2 separate regions of the Manis pentadactyla genome follow, and region 1 is linked to region 2. Evidence: chromatin contacts called from public Hi-C data. All regions are on one chromosome and are shown on one strand. Each heading gives the region's core, a stretch centred on a gene start, on an enhancer-like site or on the middle of the called end of the contact. The rest is flanking DNA. Distances are from core to core; before and after follow the strand shown.

The links. A called contact is a pair of places that touch in the nucleus more often than the background predicts.
Region 1: a contact with region 2 is called in a Hi-C map of fibroblasts, with 10 times the contacts expected there. The contact joins the promoter of RNF150 here to the promoter of ELMOD2 in region 2. A contact is called at or near these places in 2 of 3 Hi-C or Micro-C datasets (fibroblasts and skin fibroblasts).

Annotation. Positions count from the first base shown.
Region 1 is chr5:124,611,238-124,615,570 of mManPen7.hap1, forward strand. It overlaps RNF150 (ring finger protein 150), which reads right to left and starts at 2,446. Exons shown (of 7, transcript XM_036931488.2): 1 at 1,942-2,446. The coding sequence starts at 2,443.
Region 2 is chr5:123,993,691-123,997,925 of mManPen7.hap1, forward strand. ELMOD2 (ELMO domain containing 2) reads left to right here and starts at 2,815. Exons shown (of 9, transcript XM_036930910.2): 1 at 2,815-2,958; 2 at 4,087-4,234. The coding sequence starts at 4,093. MGAT4D (MGAT4 family member D) reads right to left here and starts at 2,685. Exons shown (of 12, transcript XM_057503274.1): 1 at 2,516-2,685; 2 at 469-590. The coding sequence starts at 2,685.

The DNA of each region.
Region 1 (4,333 bases), core at 1,196-3,695, 620 kb after region 2:
GCAGAAATCAATGCTAACTCTGAATAGAGTTTCTTAATGTGGCAATATGTCAAATTTAAATATTAAAGTTTCAAGGCTATTCACAGAAAGGGCAAAAACGCATTTTTGGAAACAGCAGAGAATTTCCTTTACATTTTTTAGCCTTTAACTTTCAATCTATTACTAAAGTCTTTACTCCCACTATGTCTTAAGCATCATTTGTATGGAAAGTCAGCCTACTGCTTTTTGTTAAAGAATAGGTGAGCCATTAATTGATCCAGTGTTTTGGGAGTTTGGAGAGCCTTCTTAGACAGGTACAAATGATGTGTCTCTTTATATTTAAAGAAGCCAAGTTTAGAATTTTATGCATGTGCACAAATAAATTTTTAAAATCCTGTAAAGTCAGCTAACAATCTTGGAGTTTAAAGAACCTCACCCCAATAGAGGTTGATACATTAAATATATTTAAAGATACTTTATATGTTAAAGTGCTCTTCCATTGTCTTCCAAATCATTGACTATCATAAAGTTTAAGTAGTGCTCCTATGACTCAAGGCCAGAGTACAATCTTTGCACCCACAAAACTGTTACACTCCAGAAAGTATATCCAATGTTCCTAAATGCTCTATGATAACTTTTCTAAGATGTTAACTGTCTCATCTCTTCATTTAATTAATTTTCTGGCCTATCTGTAGAAGCATTGAACTTTCTCTGCACCACCTGTTTAAGGCTGACAAGTTCCTTGTTTAAAGCAGCTGGTGATTACCAGAGGCAATCCGATTGTGTATTTCACTAACAGGTGATAGCAAATCTCAGAATCAAAACTTTTTCCCAAAGAATGCACCCCCACCCCAATGTAGTCAAAGTTTGGTGTTTCATTTCAGTGGCATAAGGGTTCTGTCCTGGCTTTTAAGGAAAGTATTTTTGATAAGTGACTCCAGTCAGAAAATGCATCAGTCATTTCTATCCCTTCCTCCTCCCTCTGGATGTCACAACTTCAACACAGGAACCCCTCTGGGCAAGGAGGACCCACCTCTCAAGCACAGGAAAAGCCCTGGACTCAGGGAGGTGAGTCTGCTAAAACTAGCTGCTTATACTGACAAGCCTGGTAAGGGCCTTTTTTTTTTGGTTCCTATGACAGGCTTACGAATAAAAAGCGAGTTTGGGGGCAGTAACCTACTTCTAGTCCGGGCAACCTGTTAGCATAAAGAAAAACATATTCTTTCTACCCTGAAATCGCCTCATTGTCACCAGAAAGAAAACCTTTGTCATATTTAACCTCCCAGTCAGGTAAAGGATAATGCAAAACTTGAAAAGTAGGCACAACTTTATGGACCACTGTGCTCTTCCTGGCTTGCTAAGGATTGTTATTATTTACCTTCGTGCCTGCCTGTCAGCTTCTAAGGATGACAAGCCAAGTCCGACAGCCCTGGACTTTAATGTTATTTATCACGTGCGTCAACCCAACAGGAGGGAACTCAATCTCCCAGGAAGAGCTGAAACCTGATTTGAAGGAGCAAGTTCGCGGTGGTGAGCTGCCAGTAACAGTAACCCTACCCACCTCCTGACACACAGACGCCTGCATCAGGACTATACCTGATGCACACACCCGAGGGCGGAAAAGGGTTATCGGATCTGCCGGCTCCCTAACTGAGAATAGCATCGGACGGAGACCTGCCCTCCAAACTTCACCTCCCAGATCCGCCTAGGAAAAATGAGCCCACCTCGGTAAACCCTCGTCCAAGCGGCGCTAAGCTGAGCGGAACACACTCTCTGGTTCCCCCAAACGGTTGCTCCTCTCTACCTTGTAAGGCTCCCGAAGTGACGCGGAGCACAACTTAGTAGGTCCAAGCACAGGCACGCGCCTTCCACGCAGCCGACTTCCCACAAAGGAGCCGGGAGCTGGGTCCCCCTGGACGCTGCCGCCCCCTCGAGCCCCCCTCCCCCGCCAGGGCCGCTTACCTGCGTGGGACATTGTGACGGTCTCGTTGGCGCTGGAGCCCACGTTGAAGATGACCACGGCGGAGGCGTTCTGCAGGAACGCGTTCCGGATCTTGTCCCTGTACGTGCAGTTGCCCTTGGGGATGAGGGCTATCCAGTTCTTGCCGTGGGCAGGGGCGGCGAACTTGGTGCTGGGGTCGCAGGCCAAGCGGTCGTGCGCCGAGCTGGCCATGGCCACCTCCCCGCGCGCGTCCTGCTTGGGCGAGTGCTCCCCGTAGCGCCCGCACTCGGTCTTCTCGGTGCGCAGCTCGGGGCCGCCGCCGCCGCCGCCGCCGCCCGCCGCCCCGGGCCCGGAGTCCGGCGCGGGCTCGGCGTAGGTGATGTTCACGAAGGCGGTGTACCATTCCTCCTTCTCGGCCACGGTGAAGTCCAGGCAAAGCAGATGAACGAAACAAAAGGAAAGCAGCCATGTTGAGAGAGCCAGACTGCGGCACGCTCGGATGAGAGACATTGCCATCTTCATCCGCCGGGGCCCCCTCCCGCCCCCGCGCCCTCCGGCCGCCCCGTCCCTGCTCCCAGCACCCCAAACCCCGGCCGGCCGCTCCTCCGCCTCCTCCTCACTCCTGGGCCCGAGGGTCCGCGGCCGGGTCGCGCAGCCGCCGCGAGCTCTGCTCTGCGAGCAAGCGGGTGGCGCCAGCCGCTGCCCCTTTCACCCGGAGCGCGGCGGCTGCATGTCGCTTCCCGGGTGCCGGAGGAGCGGGAGGAGCGGGTGCTTGGGGCTTGCGAGGAGTCCAGCGGCCGAGCGTCCTGCTCGTTCGTCCGGCCTCTCCTACTCTCATAAGGGTGGCCGGGGCCCCAGGAGCTGGAGAGGTGGCGGCCGCGCCTGCGGGGGCGGGGACGGCCGCTCCAAGCCCGGGGTGCCGCCGTCGGGGTCCCGGCCCCTTGACGCCCGCGCTCGGCGAGCAGGTCCGGCGGCAGGCGCGCCGGTTCCCTCGGGCTGCGGGCGCCGCGCCCCTCTGTTCGCCGCTGCCTGCGCCGCGCACGACTTGCCACGGGAGGGCCCGGCTCGAGGGTAGTGGAAGCGAGCGGGCCGAGAGGACTACGCGGTGCGTGTCTGCATGTTTGTGTGTGTGTGTGTGTATAATGTGCGCGTGCAAGGAGGAGCTTAGTGTGATGTCAAAGATTCTGGGCTTCGTTTGCCACGCTCCCTCGGTCTCTCATTAAGGGCAGCAGCGACCCCTGCCGGGTCTAAGGTTAAACCCGATCTGCGACTTCAGGTGGAGGCAAAAGGGGAAGCGACTGTGATCACAAAATAACTAGATACGCTTTAAATATAGCCTATAGTAAACAATATCCCCATTTGCAGAAGGAACTGCAGTGAGCTCCCTAATTACCCAGCCTTGGGCCAAAAGGTAAGGCAGCTTGGTGGCGAGGTCCTTCCAACAGCATGCCTGGAGTATCATCTTGGGTAAGGACTATCAAATTTTACTGTGCACGGGCATCACCTGGCGGTTGTTACAACTCAGAATGATGGGCCTTGCCACAGAGTTTCTGCTGCTGGATGTCTCCGGCAGGGCTCCAGCATATATCTTCCTAGGAAATTCCTGGGTGTTGCTGTGGCTGCACGATTAGGGACCACTCTGTTAGGGTGAGTGTAGGATTGGGCTTCTTTTCTCCCATCTGTAAGTGAACATGTGACATTTGTTTTCTTCTAGAATGGATATTTTCTAAGGCTGTAAAGGAAGGAAACTGGGTGAGAGAGAATAGTTTTTCCACTGTGTTTATTCTGGTTGTCATGACTGGTGGCAGGAGACTCACAGCATCAACAGACTAGGGTGGTTGATTTGGGTGGTTATTGTTTATTGTGTGTTTTCCAGTTGTGCATAGAGCTCACACTAGTCCCAGAGAGCACAGTGCCTCTAGAGTACTGCTTTTAACACTGTGACACAGCACAATTCCTTACCAATTAAATGTTTAACTGATCCTTTCCTCCAACAGTTTCCCTGGATCGAGATACCTGTCCTATAAAGACTCTAAAACAATTTGTGGGATGGTTGTCAATCGCTCACGTTGTACTTGCCACCTGGCACTCTTTCAGGGAGCCCGGGACCCAATGCACTGTGAGAACGAAAGTCTGCCTTTCCCTGGGACGTTAGTATGTTTGCAGCTTTCCGTTCATGACAGTCCACCAGCAATTCTTTCCCAGCAGCTGTACAAACGGTTGCTGGCTATCGGGAGAGCAGTGAGCCCCAGGTGTGCCCAAATTAGAAGCCTGTGCAAGAACTACTTAGATGAATTTGTCTCTGTGGCATTTGAGGTGCTAGTTTTGTGTGCTTTCCTAACTTATTCATTTTAGAAAATGGGCTTCGAGGCAATGGGGACAGTGCTTTTTATAGTGCCTAGCCAAGAGACA
Region 2 (4,235 bases), core at 1,565-4,064:
TGACTTTTATATTGGAGTTCTACTACACAGGACCTCTCATGGATAAAGCAAGAAATTGTTTTATTTTGGTGGAAAGAGAGTCATGAGATTTAGACTGTTCAGCACTAGAAGTGGGCTGCAAATTAATCCTAAACTGCTTGTCTGTGTGTGTTACAACTCCTCAGAGACCCCTCTCATGATATGAATTCCATTTTTTTTGAGAATTTTGTGCAGCTTTCTCTTTATCATAACCTCTTTCTGATATGATCCATACCATATCATATAGTTCAGATCTTAATATAATTTGCCACTCTCATATTATGGGGAACTGTTTTCATGAGAGCCCAACAGCCTGCTGGCAAACCAGCTCTCTAGTTGCCAATTTTTTTAGCCAAAAATCCCGGCAGTCACCACAAGGTGGCAGTATTACCATTTCATTCAAAGCCTCTAATTTACATACATTATGGTGTCAGAAGCGTCTAAAATTACCTGTGAATGTGTTAAAATCATAGGATTTCAGCATCATACTCAGGCTACTGCCAATTACGTATTTTTTACAGCTTCCAAATTGTCCTCCAAGGTGTTTGTGCCTCCTTTTTATAGGCAGCGTACTGGAGGGAGAGTAATTTATTATTTACCTTTATAGAATACTTTTTGTGGTCCAAAGTCACTTAGAAATTTCACTGCCCAAAGCTCTGAATATTAGTTGGATTGATTAACCAGTCAGCTAGTTGGTCATATGTGCCACTACAGCTCTCAAATCATTAGAGTTTCTCCCTCTGTGAGGTAAGTTATTGTAATGTCAATAATACAATGAATGTATTTTGATGGTGATCATGTCTAAGGCCCATCTCACCAACTTGTGGCAGTGAGTTGGAGAGCTTCTTGGGGAAGGACCATAAACATATCTTACATTCCTTTTATGTACAAGCAAACTCTGACTTCTCTCAAAGTGAGATCAAGAAGCTGTGTATCACAAAAAAATTCTGTCAGCTTATTGAACCTCTCGCACAGTTTTCACAATGCCTAGCACAACACACCCTTGTTTAAATCAGAACACTTCCTTGTTAGAATCATGACAGTTAATAGTTATTTCCAAGAGCCTTCTCTTTTTTCACCTGGGCTGCCCAGGATTAATAGAACATGTTAGTGGAGACTAATGCTTCTGCTCCTACCGTTTCCTAATGAAAGATAAGATTTCCTGTGTCCTTCCAGAATCTGACAAAGCCTGATATTTACTACAAAGGAAGGTTTGAACAATTCTCAGGGTTTCCATTTTGCACGGCCAATTAAAACTATATGAACGACACACTTCTCTGTCCCTTAAAAACACTTGGCTTTACGCTGGTAGTGAAAAGGACCTTCATCACATCCATTCTAATTACATACTCAGGTAATTGGATAGTTCTTTCTTACTTCTCCATCTTCAGCTTCATAGTGATTCTAGTACTACCTACCACGACATTTTTATGTACAAAAAGAAATATTCAGTGAGATGATCCGTAAAGTCCTCTTCAAGATCTAAGATTCTATGATTTTATTATTGTAGTTTATGTCCAGATTTCATTACCAGGTTGATTGTTGGTTGCTTCTATGGGTCAGGGATGATGGCTTATTATACACCCTTAACATGTCTGGTGGTTTACGGTTAGCACCTTAAAAAAAATGTTGGTTAAGGTGTGAAAAAGTGTGTATTGCTGTTTTGTGCTAACAAGGGGAAGGAGGGAATATACATATATACACTTGCATAGATTATTCCTACAGATACAGACAAGAAACTAATACTGGTTGCTTTTGAGAAAGAGGGCTGGGGGCCGGGAGTCTGGGGTGCGTGGGAGTTATTTTTCAGTGTTCTGTCTTTTGTACTTGTATTCTACTCTCTCCTTGCTCTTTCTCCCCAGCCACACTAGCTTTCTTGCTACTTCTCCAACTTCCGAAGTCTGCTCCTGATTGAAGGCCTTTGCACTTGCAGTTCTAGTGTCTGAAATACTCTTCCTCCGGATATTCTTTCGGTTCATTCTCTTAGTTCACTCAGGACCACTGCTCTAATGTCACCTGAACACGGAGACACCCCCGATACACTGTAACAACCCACTTCCTCCACCACACACACACACTAATACCTATTTTAGCCCCACCTGACATCCTAAATATTTGTTTATTGTATGACTCACTTTTGGAACACTGCCTGGGGCATAACAGGCAATCAACAATTATTTGCTGAATTAATGAATATACTGTTTGAAGTTGGAATTTTCTAAAAAATCATGCGCATGAATTACATTTCAAGAAACAAAACCATTTAAGATATAAATATTTGATGAGTAAACTGTTAATGTTTATTACAGGACAAAGCCCAAACTTCTTTTCTCATCATATGTGCTCTCCCTGTCTTTCACATATATGCCATGGGCAAGACATTAAGTGTAAATTGCGTTTCCTCATCCATAAAGTAGGACTATTAAAAATTACTTCACAGAATTAAGATTAAATGTAAGTGAAACCTCTTTTGTAACCTTGACGCGATGGAAGTTACCAAAAGCACACTGCTACTTTCGTGCTCGGAGTAGGGGAGTAAAGCACGGTTTCAACTTGCGAGTCGACGAGAGGTTTCAGGCGAGCAGGCTCCAGAGCAGCACTAGGAGAGACCAATCTTCGGCCCGGGGCGTAGTTCCAAGTAGGCGTTGCCAGGAAACCTTCAGGCATCCCTAGAATCCGAGCACGCGCGGCGGAGCAATTGTGCCCAACCTCCTTTCAGCGTTAGTAATTGGTGGAGCTCTGGCCAATAGGAGGGGCCTAAGATGGGGTGGGGGCGGGCAGTGTCCCTGGGAGGGCTTTCACCGGGCTTTGCTCCCTGACTTCCGGGTCGCGGTGCGTGCAGTGAGCACTCTGCGCGGAGCGTCGTTTCCGTTGTCGGCTGTTTGCAGTTGGAGAAACCGAGGCAGCTCCAGCTCCTCCTAGTTCTTCCGCTCCTGTGAGGTGGCTGCCGTTTCTCTTCCTCTCACCCCGCGCTGTTCCGGTGCGGCTGCGCTGAGGGCGCGCGGGTTGCGCGAACGCCCTAGTGCTCCTCTGAAAATCCGTGGGGCGCAGGGGTTGACCCGCATTGTGCGAGCTGCTCCTCCCGTTGGTGGGCAGTGCGCGGGATGCGCTCTGCCGGGCTCCGGAAGCGGGGCTCGGCGTAGACACTCCCCGAGGTCTGAGGAGCTCAGGCGCCCCGAAGCTTGGGTTCCCTCCTCTTGGTAGTTATGCTTTTGTCCTGATGAGCGCGGACTAGATGGATTCATTGTAAATTAAAGTCACTGTTCGGCCCTTTTCTGTTCTGCACTGATTCTGCACTGACTACGGGGATTTCGAATCTGACAATCTCTCAGGCCCTAGTCCAGAGATGATGTATCTGTGCGAATGTTTAAGGCAGGAAGGAGATGGGCATTTTTGTTTAAGTAACTCCTCCTCACTTGCATTCTCTTCAGCCCTCTTCATTTAGGAGGTGATTTTTCTTATGGCATATTCATTTTTATCGACGGCGTAGTCATTACTCATAGTATTTCTGCCCTTCACCTGTTGAATGGGGAAACCAGCCGTTAAGCAGGGTGTGATCTGCTCGGTGTTTAACTTGTATATTTCAATTTGTAACCCATATGTAGTGTTTTTATTTGCGGGCATCACCTGACTGTGGGACAAATGTAACTGAAGTTATCCATAGGCCTTAAGAAGAGCTTGTTCTTTATAAAAGCAATTCTGATACATGGTTTATTTGGTTTAATTGTTGCTTAGCTGGGTTCCTTTTGTTCTTAAACTGTTGAGCCCCATTCTGAAAGAATGAAAAATTAAAATAGGGACGTGTGAGCTTCAATCTAAATAAATGTTTTGATTTTTGCAGTTAATTTTTAAAAAGTAATAAACTTACCACTTGACCAGCCATCATTATAATTAATGTAAATAGTATGTATTACTCCTGTCATTGTTTTCTTAGAGCCCTAAACAATACTACAAAATAAACACAATGGAAAAACATAATTTGACATTTGCTGAGTTGTATAAAGTAATTTTTTTCATTTTAAAATCCATTTTAAGGTCGTTAAACCTATCGTATATTTCCTTCTCCAGGAAAAAATGTTTATTTCTCTGTGGGAGTTCTTCTATGGGCACTTTTTTCGATTTTGGATGAAATGGCTCTTACGACAGATGACTGGAAAGTGTGAATTGCAGCGAATTTTTGATACTTATGTAGGTGCACAAAGGACACACAGGATAGG